2 separate regions of the Ovis aries genome follow, and region 2 is linked to region 1. A link is a contact called in public Hi-C data. All regions are on one chromosome and are shown on one strand. The core of a region is the stretch at or near the end of the contact, and the rest is flanking DNA. Distances in the headings are between cores, read along the strand shown. Region 1 holds the start of ZNF608 (zinc finger protein 608). Region 2 has its middle 160 kb from the start of CSNK1G3.

Region 1 (5,015 bases), core at 1,336-3,835:
TTGAGTTGATCAAAAGTGGTTTGGGTTAAATATGTTACTGAATTTGGCATAAGCCTTTATCTTTAACCAAGTGGGGTTTATTAGAGAAGATTTAAGAATTAGGGTTAGGTATTGTTTGAAGTTAGGGTTAGATCAGATCATTTGAGTATTAGGAAGCCTAAACTTTGGTTTTCGTTACACTAAATCTACACTGCAGACCCTGTGGTTTGCTTTTACCAACCAAGTGTGTTGGAGGAGTGCTTCTACCCTTTTTGAACTTCATCAGGTCTTATTTCTGTGACTTTTTGAGTCTTTTTGTTTTAAAAGCTAATTATTGATTTTTTCCAAGCTGATACAATATACAGGGTAGCCATGGACTTTTAAAGGCTGAAAAGCAGATGACCCTTCAGGGACACAGGAAATGCCTGAGTGATCTGGTCCTTTGAGGAACCACTCTTCTAAAAGAGGAAAAGTTCAAAATCAGTATGTATGCTCTATTAGCAATGGGACACACACAAATTGTAAACCTGTCCATTCAAAAATATACAACAAATATCAAAGTTAAAATAAGGGGTAAGTGGGTATCAGATTATCTCTTTGCCCTGTTTGTCAATGTATAGCTTTGCTTTGAAAGTAAATCTTTTTAGGCAGATCTAAGTACTATTCTAGGACTTCCCTGGTGGCTCAGACGGTAAAGCATCTGTCTACAATGTGGGAGACCAGGGTTCGATCCCTGGGTCGGGAAGATCCCCTGGAGAAGGAAATGGCAACCCACTCCAGTTACTATTGCCTGGAAATATCCCAGGGACAGAGGAGCTTGGTAGGCTACACTCCATGGGGTTGCAAACAGTCGGACACGACTGAGCAACTTCACTTTCACTTTCAAGGACTATTATAGATTCATTCCTCTGGTTTATGTACCTCAGCAAGGGATGGAAACTGCTGTTTATTACTATTTGCAGCTTTGAATAAAGTTCATCTTGGGTAGTGAAACGACTAATTGGCAATAAAAAAAAGAACTAAAGATATTGAAAGTTCAAACACGAGTCACAGACGTTACCTAAAACATGTGACATATTTTTATTGATCCACAAGGTCATCACTGAATATTTACATCATAAGCAATCTTCTGCTAGCTCTAATTCACATTATATGTCCAGTTTGACTCAGTTAAGACACATTCTTAAATTTTAACTGTCATGCAGAAATTACAATCCTAGTAGTGCTGGATCTTTAAAACTTAGGATCATGACGCTTTCAATTAAATTTGAAAAGTCACCCTTGACTTTAAAATTTCCATATTACAGCTCCTAAAAGTGACAGAAAATAACAATGAAAAATTAAAACTAAAAGTGCTTTAAAAGCTTGATATATATAAATACATTCGCTTAAGTATATTCAGCGTTATATACAATACTGAACTTGTTATTTCATATTAACCTCTTTTGTCCTGTGACCGCAGAGTTCCATTAACTTGGTTGTTGGCATTTGTCCTACAATACATTCTAAAATATTTTCGTATTCTCAGTGAATCGCATGGTGTTGCCTTCTGAGGACTTTGACACTGGCTCTCCCCAAGAGGGGGTTAAATATTTGGAGTAAGGGGAACTTTGACAATCCCTCGGCTCAAAAATGGCACAGGGACTGTTTAAAGGGGTTAATCTTCCTAGTATATTTATCTCCCACAAATCGATTTTTAAAAAAATGAGGCTGGCCCGAGGTGTTAATATGGTTGGCTGGGACCTTATTTATTTTTAATTTTTTTGGAGCTGCCTAGGACCAGGTGGGAAAGCTTTGTTACTATTCCAGGGAAGAACCATTCACGTAGTGGTGGTTAAATGGTTGCTAGTGTTCACACTTCATTGCTTGTGGACCAGAAGCCTGGGAACAAAAGGGTTACTTGTTTCCCCACCACTGTGTCTTCACCTCCAGATCGATTTTTCTTATTTAATCAGCGAGTAAAATGAGAGACACAGGGAAAGAAAAAAAAAAAAAAAATTGGAAGAAGGGCAAAGTGGTGGGGGAGGGTTGAAAGCCAGAAGCTGCAATACAGAAAATCAGTCTTGGGAGTTCGCGCTGCCGAGTCCTCGCAACACGGAAGGAAAGCCAGCAAAACGCTCGCAGTCATTTCCACACAGCCAGCCTCCCTTTTCTCCTCGCTAGGCGCTAGTGGCTCATTTGGCTTCCCTGTGCCACCGAGCGATCACATACATTATTTCCCCCAAGATAACACAATCAAACTTGTATTTACCGACATCCTCTCCTCGCAGCCTGTTTGAGATTTAATAAATAAGTGTTTTATGTGAATGATGTAGTAATTGAAACGGGCGTACCATTTTTTTTTTCTTCTTCATCTTACTGCAGGAGGTTTCTCAACCCCAATCTGGTTGGAAAATAAAACGCTTTGTCTCCACAACCACCCCCCACCGCACCCCCACCCGTTCTCTGTGTGTGTTTTATACGTGTGTATATCTCAACCCCCTACAGTAGCCAAGAGAAAGCAGCTAACCAATGAGAGAGCCTAGTTTCATAAAAGCTGCTCTCTGATTGGCCCGATGAGAAAGGGCAATGGGAACAAAGAAAAGTCCCTTTCAGGTATAGAGGCTGAGAGCTCCTTTTGCTCCACTCCCCCTGTGTGTGTGTGTTTCAGTCCTGATTTCAGTGTTGCAGAACAAGCTTGTGTGTGTGCACCAGGGGGATTTTTCTTTTCCTTTTTTTTTCTTTTAATTTTTGCTTTTATAAAAAAAATACACAGGACAGTCTGTGACATTTGATGGTCCATCTTCTTTAATAATAAATTTGTTGAAGAGATTATAATTTCCAAAATAAAGCGGCTGCAACCAAACACATTCAATGCAGTTAGAAGGAAAAGGTCAACTCGATCCAATACAGACCGTAAGTACGGTTGCGTGGTGTGTCTCTCTATAGCACTTAGCGGGGACTTCATGCAGGGGAATGTGCGAGTTTTATGCATTGAAATGAGGAACTAGTTACAGGGTTTGGCTTTTGCATTGAGAACAACAACCCAAGAAGGGTGAATTTTTATTCAGTGGAGGGTGAAGCATTTGTAACTTCTTCACACAAATTAAGCTTGACTGGGCACTCGGGGTAACTTAAGAGTAAATTACCTTTGGGGCTCTCACCCAAGGAGAATAAAGTGACACAGTTACAAATCCTGATCTGCAGTGTCCATTCTCTAGCGCACCTCACCTCTCCCTCTCCTGTCCTAGCAGGGCAGGACCCTCCTCAAAACCGAGCCAGGAAAATGGGAGCAAGGGCAGAATAAGCCGATTTCTGTCTCTTGTCACATCCAGTGCCCAATAATTTAATATTAAACAAGGGAATAGTCACCCACTACATGTAATGGTTATAATTACCATTTTCCACCTCCTTAAAAAAGCAAGCTGCGAAAACACCATTAAGGGGGAAAAAATGCCCCACCCAACCCAAACAAACCCACAAATAGTAACAATGGTGTGTTTATTACAGGACCTGGCTTGGAGCTAGTAAAATGTTTTTCTTTGTTTAAGACATGAGGGGGGGTTCCCTAAAATCCAAGTAGTGTGGAGGTGCCCTATCCCCTCGACTAGTCTTCTCCATCCCTGGCCACTTGGCAAAGCCGACAAATTGGAGATAAGTTGAGGAAAGGTTTATAAGGTGTTTCTTTAAAACATCTGCTTTGCTCTTGTGCTCATTACATTTCACTCCTTCCGAACTTCCGAGAGCCTAGATCTGCGAGAAATGTTTCACATTCATAACTTGTAGCTGCTCCCACTGCAAGGGCGGGGGTGGGGTGGGGGGGAGGCGGCGAGGCGAGGGGAGAAGAGTGTGTGCAGGGGGAGGGGAGAGACCTTCAGGTTTTTTTTTAAAGACCAGATCAGTATTTTCTTGATACGCTTGTCACCATTTTTGTTCTCACGACAACCAATTGAGCCCTTGATCCTCACGTGATGTGAAAGGCTTGCACTGTAACAAAATCGCTCCTTTTAGATGGTTGGTTGTTGCTAACTCGCCCATCCCCCTCTCCCAGCCCCGACATTTCCAGCAAAGCGACTCTCCACTTCCAATCCATCAACAATTCATTACTGCTTTTAGCTTCCAAACGCCAGCTAATTAAAAATACTAAGCCAAGCTCCGGGGCCATCTGACTAAACACAGGAGGTGGTGGGTGAGGGAGGAGGAGGAGAGAAAAATAAAAAGGAGGCGCACCGTTTGCTGCGACTATAAATGGGAAAAACTGTCCTGAAAAAGGTCGCCTTAAAAAAAATTTTTTTTTTTTACTCTAATTATCGAATTACCACATGACTGATTGGCTTGAGCGACAGCGGATTTTTCCCCCCCCCCTCGGGGACTATACTAGGAACTCGGTTCCTTTTTCTTAAAACAACATAAAACAGGAAAACATCACATCCTTTCAGGTTTCGAAGACTGAACCAATTTTAAACGCCGTTATTTTCCCCACCCCGCCGCCCGCCGCCCCGAGCGAATGCTGTTCTAACTGGTTTATCAGCTCACTGAATCATCTGCTCCCCTCCCCCTCCACACCTTTCTTTTTCTCCTCTGGTTCAGCTTCTCATCCCACCCTTTCCTCCTCCTCTTCCTCCTTCCCCTCGGTCCCTCTCTCTCCCCCACCCCTTTCCCCCCTCCTTTCCTCTTAAGTTAGTTCAAGAAATCAAATCTGTCAGGACGGGCGGAAAAATGCCACTTCCCGACTAACAGGCGGAATCCAGCCCAGATTTTCAGTCCTTTCTCCTTATTCTTTCTTCCCTTTCACTAATTTATCCCGATGTTAGCACATTCTGTCTTGTTACTAGCGGACGCCTGTAGGTTTGCTACATGGGATCATTACTTACTGATCACGGTGACTCTGAAGTCTGGAACTGAAGGCGGAATGAGAAGTTGGGAAAACTTTTTTCTCTAAGCGCTCTCTTTTTTAAAACTATTATTCTCGATGCTTGTTAAGAGGAAAAAAAACCCTTTGGTGCTTCTGTTGTGAATGTGAAACATTATCTTCCAGCTGTACAGTGACACATTTT
Region 2 (5,015 bases), core at 765-3,264, 1.1 Mb after region 1:
TGTCCATGGGATTCTCCAGGCATGCATTTTGGAGTGGGTTGCCATTTCCTTCTCCAATCAATTCAAAATATCATAAAGCAAATCAAAAATTGATTTACATTTAGACAGTGCTCACAATCAATGATTTCTTTCCTATTACAACCAGTATTTTCGCTTGTCTAGCCTTCTTGCACTAATCACCAGAATCTGATGATCCGTATCACCCATTGCCACGATGAACAATCCACTGGGACACTCAGAGCACGTGAGTTGGTCAGGAAACAGCTTTATTCCAGCAGTTAGCACATTACGACAAACAGCATTTTCCATAATATAAACCACGCTTCCTGACAAAAACAAGTCATATCCACTTCTGTTGATAAAAATGTATGCTGTGGGAGAAGGCCCTGTAACTCACTTTTTTTAAAAAAGGTAGACAGCAAGGTGAATTCTTTCTGAATTTTTCCACAAGGGAAATGAAACTAAGCAGCACAGGACTTTAAAGTCACAAGTGACCACAGAAGTCAAACCATTCCTCACCCTCATTCCGCAGGTGAAGAAGTCACGGCCTGAAGAACTGACACATATTAATACTGGATGACACGCAAAACCCAGAACTTGGTCAGATCAGTGACTGCAACCTGATAACAAAATGAACATGCTCCCTTACTACAACTTACCAGGAAAGAAGCAAAATTCCAGGATCGAGAAACTTGAGAATGATGAAAGGAGGGTGGAAAATGGGAAGTGCAAGACGGAAAACTCTTAGGGAAGAGTCCTGCTGAAATTAAAGAAGAATTTTATCAAGGACAGACAAATTTGAAAACACTAAGTTCCCACTTGATAATAAATGAAAATTGACTTTTTTATTCACGTCACTTCTGTAAATCAAAGCCAAAGGGCCCATTTGTATTTTGTTACTCAAATTGGTATTACTGTTCTCATTGTTCAAACACTGACTGAATATTTACCTGCAAGTTATCTTTGCAGTTACGAAGGACGCGGCACAAGAAAGGCAAACAGAAAGCAAGCATCAATGTTTCTTTTATTGGAAAATGCTAAGTTGTGCCAGTGTTTCTTTGTCACATTTGCAATCTAGGAGGGAGAGGAATAAAACATACTGCAGTTTAAACTCAGAGCCTGATTATCAATGACCTTTAAACTCTGAAACCAGTGTTACTGCCCACATGGTAAATGCAATTATGAAATTTGATTTCCTATATGTTGTAGGCAATGAAATGTTTTAATTGACACTGATATATATTTGTAATAAGTTCTGTATAAATTAAAAATCAATGCCAATTCCAACTCCCTGGGTAATTTTTTATTGAATATGCAAAGATTTCAGGGGGGCTGGACATTTGCAAACAGCAAAACAACAAAAAACAAATTTGACACAGAACTCAACTATTCTAAACCCAGAAATGGTATCTGGCTACAGGGCTTATCAAAACCATTAAGCAAACGTGCCAAATCTAAGTTTGCTTCATAGTTTTGGGAGATTCCCACAACGTTATAGCAGGTAGGAGCCCCCAATTGCTTCACTATTTCTCCACTCACAGTCAGACTAAACCAGCAGCACAACCCAATTCCTTCTCTTTGCTGAAACCCTTCTATTCTGCTTTAACTGAGACACTGCTGAATGTAATGGAGCTGCCTTCACTGTAGTCAGGCTGGGTACCTGTATTCAGAGACCACACACTGTCTGAGATGCGTCATGCCTAAAACACTGACCCAAGTTCCTGTGACCAGGTTTTGATGGAACTACACTAACCAGAAAACTCAGCATGCATGGAACATGTGTGAACATGCATTCATCCATGCAAGAACACCCACACATATGCGTGCACATGTGCCCATCAAGTAACTGGTAAGAGGGCTGCAGTTGAGATTGTTCTGACTTCCAGTTGGCATTTCTGGGCAGGCAGTTCTCAGCACCTTCTTGCACCAGTGAGGGAGACAGCACTGTGCTGGGCTCTCAGGGTTTCAGAGCACAAAGTAAAAACAAGGCTCTCCTGAAAGGCAACCAGCTCCTCTCTAGTGCAGCCACTCAAGCACTTCTTCCTTTCTCAACTTTTGGCTGGAACTGAACAGCACATTACATACAGCAAAGCTTGCAGACTGGCAAAGCTGTCAGGGCTATTGTTTTCTTTCTCTTTTCCACATTGATTTCATCTGAGACTGAACATCACAGCAATTACGCCTGTCAGCTCTAGACCTTAACTTCCTATACGATTTAAGGAAGGAACATGAGGCCATCTGGAGATGCGTCCTCTTTACGAATTCCCATATGTATGCAATCAGACCCAGCAGGTGACTACAGTGGTGTCATTTAAATGTTCTTTTTCCAGGGGTCCAAACCAGGTAGCTTATCTCATAATGATAAATCTGAAAATGAGGATTATGTGCTTATGTTAAAAAGAAAAGGCACATAAGTGAATTGTGTAGCAATAGAAACTGTGTCTGACTAGGTTGTGAAAACCTGTATAAGACTAATGTATGACCTAATTTCTATAATATTTTTATATTTATTTGTGATATATATACATATTTATGACTATAACACTCAATAAAGCCATGGTAAGATACAGGTTTTTATTTACTTTTCACATATCTATATTTTATAAGCTTTCTTCAGTAATTTTGCATTACTTTTACTATAGAATCTTCTTTTAATTTTAAACTAGCATTAGATGAGCTACAGGAAGTATGTATAAGGAACATAAGTCTCCTTTTATAGACACAGAATATCCAAGCGTATATAAACAGAAGAAAATGTACAATTGTATGTAAGTAAACATACATAAAGCTCAGAAAATAGAGTTGAGCTTGTGAAAATAGCAGAGCTGGAATTGCCTCCCCAGAATATTTATATGCACCCACAAAGATATTTATATAAACTTGCCATCCATCCACAACTTCCCAAGTAACTTTTTTTGTCATTTTTGCAGTCCTGATGGCTCAGTAGAGTCTCTTTACAATACTGAGTACCCTATCCTAACTCTGACATATAAACTCAGATGGCAACGAATTATAATATGGGGAATCTTCTCTGGTAAAAGCTCAAAAAGCAAAATACCTATCAAACTTTTCCAAATGCCATGATTTTTTTAAGAGAAACAAGGAACCAAGAGAAAATAGGCAATGGTTAAAACAAAACAAAAATACTACTTTTTCTTTCGAGCCAAAAGCGCTAAATCGTAACTGCCTTGTAAATCTCTATCAATTTGTGCTCCATGTAAATCTCAAACGGGAATTCTCTTAGAAAACCTTCCCTAGAAAGTACTTACCAGGATGTTTATACAGTCATTACTGGTATGTTTTTCTCGGCAGGAAAAAAGTCACGGTTGCAGTTCCAATCTTTAGAGGGTACAAAAATGTATTTCAGGAGGCAGTAAGCCTTTTCACTAAAAAAAAAAAAAAAAGAAAAGAAAAGACTTTAGTTCTAACCATAATTAGAACTTCTCACAAAGAAATTGAGAAATGGGATTTTTCTTTATTGGTAGATCAATGGCTTTATCCAAGCAACAGTTCATGAATAAATCTCTTTTTAAAGATCTAAAATGTGACACAAGCTCATTATTAGAAAATATTCAAATAACTAAGCAGATAGCTTTAAGGGGGAAATGGTATGGTATTCTGAACTAGAGCTGCATCCTCAATGATGTATTTTTTTTAAACTATTGGAAAAATACATTTTTGGTTAGACTAAAGTGTATCTTCTTCAAGATCACTTTCCCTATATATTTCAACTGTAACAAAATAATGCAACACTAATCTGTAAGACTTTTTTCAGTAATAGATGTTTTTCTTCAGTAAATCAATGCAAAGGCTAATTGGGGTGGAAGGTGACTATCTCTCTTGGTTATAAATACATTTGCATTGCTATCAATCTTTTCCAGTACCAATGTTAAACGAGGCTGAACAACCTCGGGGAGGGAAAAAAAAAAAAAAAGTTCAATGTTAACATATAGTAAATGCTGCCATCAAGTGGCCAAAAAGAGAGTTGCTCTAACAAAAATAAAGTCAGCTAAATTACTAACAATGTTTAAAACCTGGATCCAATCTTATTTCGAGTTTGACAAGCATTTTTATTATAAAGAGGGGTTTTATAATAGGAGTTAAAGTAGTAAAAGTGAAGGTTGTTCAGCAGTGTCTGACTCTTTGCGATCCCATGGATTATACAGTCCATGGAATTCTTCAGGCCAGAATATTGGAGTGGGTAGCCTTTCCCTCCACCCCACTCCAGTATTCTTGCCTGGAAAATCCCATGGACGGAGGAGCCTGGAAGGCTGCAGTCCATGGGGTCGCTGAGGGTCGGACACGACTGAGCCACTTCACTTTCACTTTTCACTTTCATGCATCGGAGAAGGAAATGACAACCCACTCCAGTGTTCTTCCCTGGAGAATCCCAGGGATGGGGGAGCCTGGTGGGCTGACGTCTACGGGGTCACACAGAGTTGGACATGACTGAAGCGACTTAGTAGCAGCAGCCGCCTTTCCCTTCTCCAAGGGGAATCTTCGCAACCCAGGGATCGAACCCAGGTATCCTGCATTGTAGGCGGATCCTTTACCAGCTGAGCCACAAGGGAAGCCCTTTATAATAAAGAAGGATTTAAAACTACTACCTGAGGGCCAAAAGTGGCCCATGGTCTGTTCCTGTACGGCTCACAAGCTAAAACTGTGGCCTGCAAAAATCTGAGGGGAAAAAAAAAATTACAATACCCCCTGTAAGTGCATATTCTTTAGTTCTGGATACATTATTACTAAAGCATATATCCTTAACCCAGAGCCCATCTATGATGATATGCTGGTGACACTGAACTTGAACTATTTAATGTTAAAAGTCACTGAACTCTATTTTCTCATATTTAAAAATGTTTTATCTAAAAATCTTAGCACCTTATATGTACAAGCTTTGTTTTAATGATTTCCACTGTCCATTGCTTAAAATTAACTTTGAAGTAGATACGTCTGAGTCATGAGAAATAGCTTCCCTAGCACAGAGCATGAAACTTTCACATATTAGGCTGTGG

The links. Hi-C and Micro-C count contacts between places; a contact is called where the count stands out from the background.
Region 2: a Hi-C map of hypothalamus shows a contact between it and region 1, with 7 times the contacts expected there. The contact joins the enhancer-like site here to the promoter of ZNF608 in region 1. A contact is called at or near these places in 2 of 16 Hi-C or Micro-C datasets (hypothalamus and skin fibroblasts).

Annotation. Positions count from the first base shown.
Region 1 is chr5:26,708,420-26,713,434 of ARS-UI_Ramb_v3.0, forward strand. It overlaps ZNF608 (zinc finger protein 608), which reads left to right and starts at 2,586. Exons shown (of 9, transcript XM_027969981.3): 1 at 2,586-2,874. The coding sequence starts at 2,833.
Region 2 is chr5:27,779,672-27,784,686 of ARS-UI_Ramb_v3.0, forward strand. No RefSeq gene overlaps it. Among named protein-coding and RNA genes, the nearest start is that of CSNK1G3, 160 kb to the right of the region's middle. Within about 2 kb of position 2,015, at least 4 of the 54 cell types and tissues checked have an H3K27ac peak or open chromatin away from gene starts, as enhancers often do. A contact at or near this core is called in hypothalamus, where this site is marked.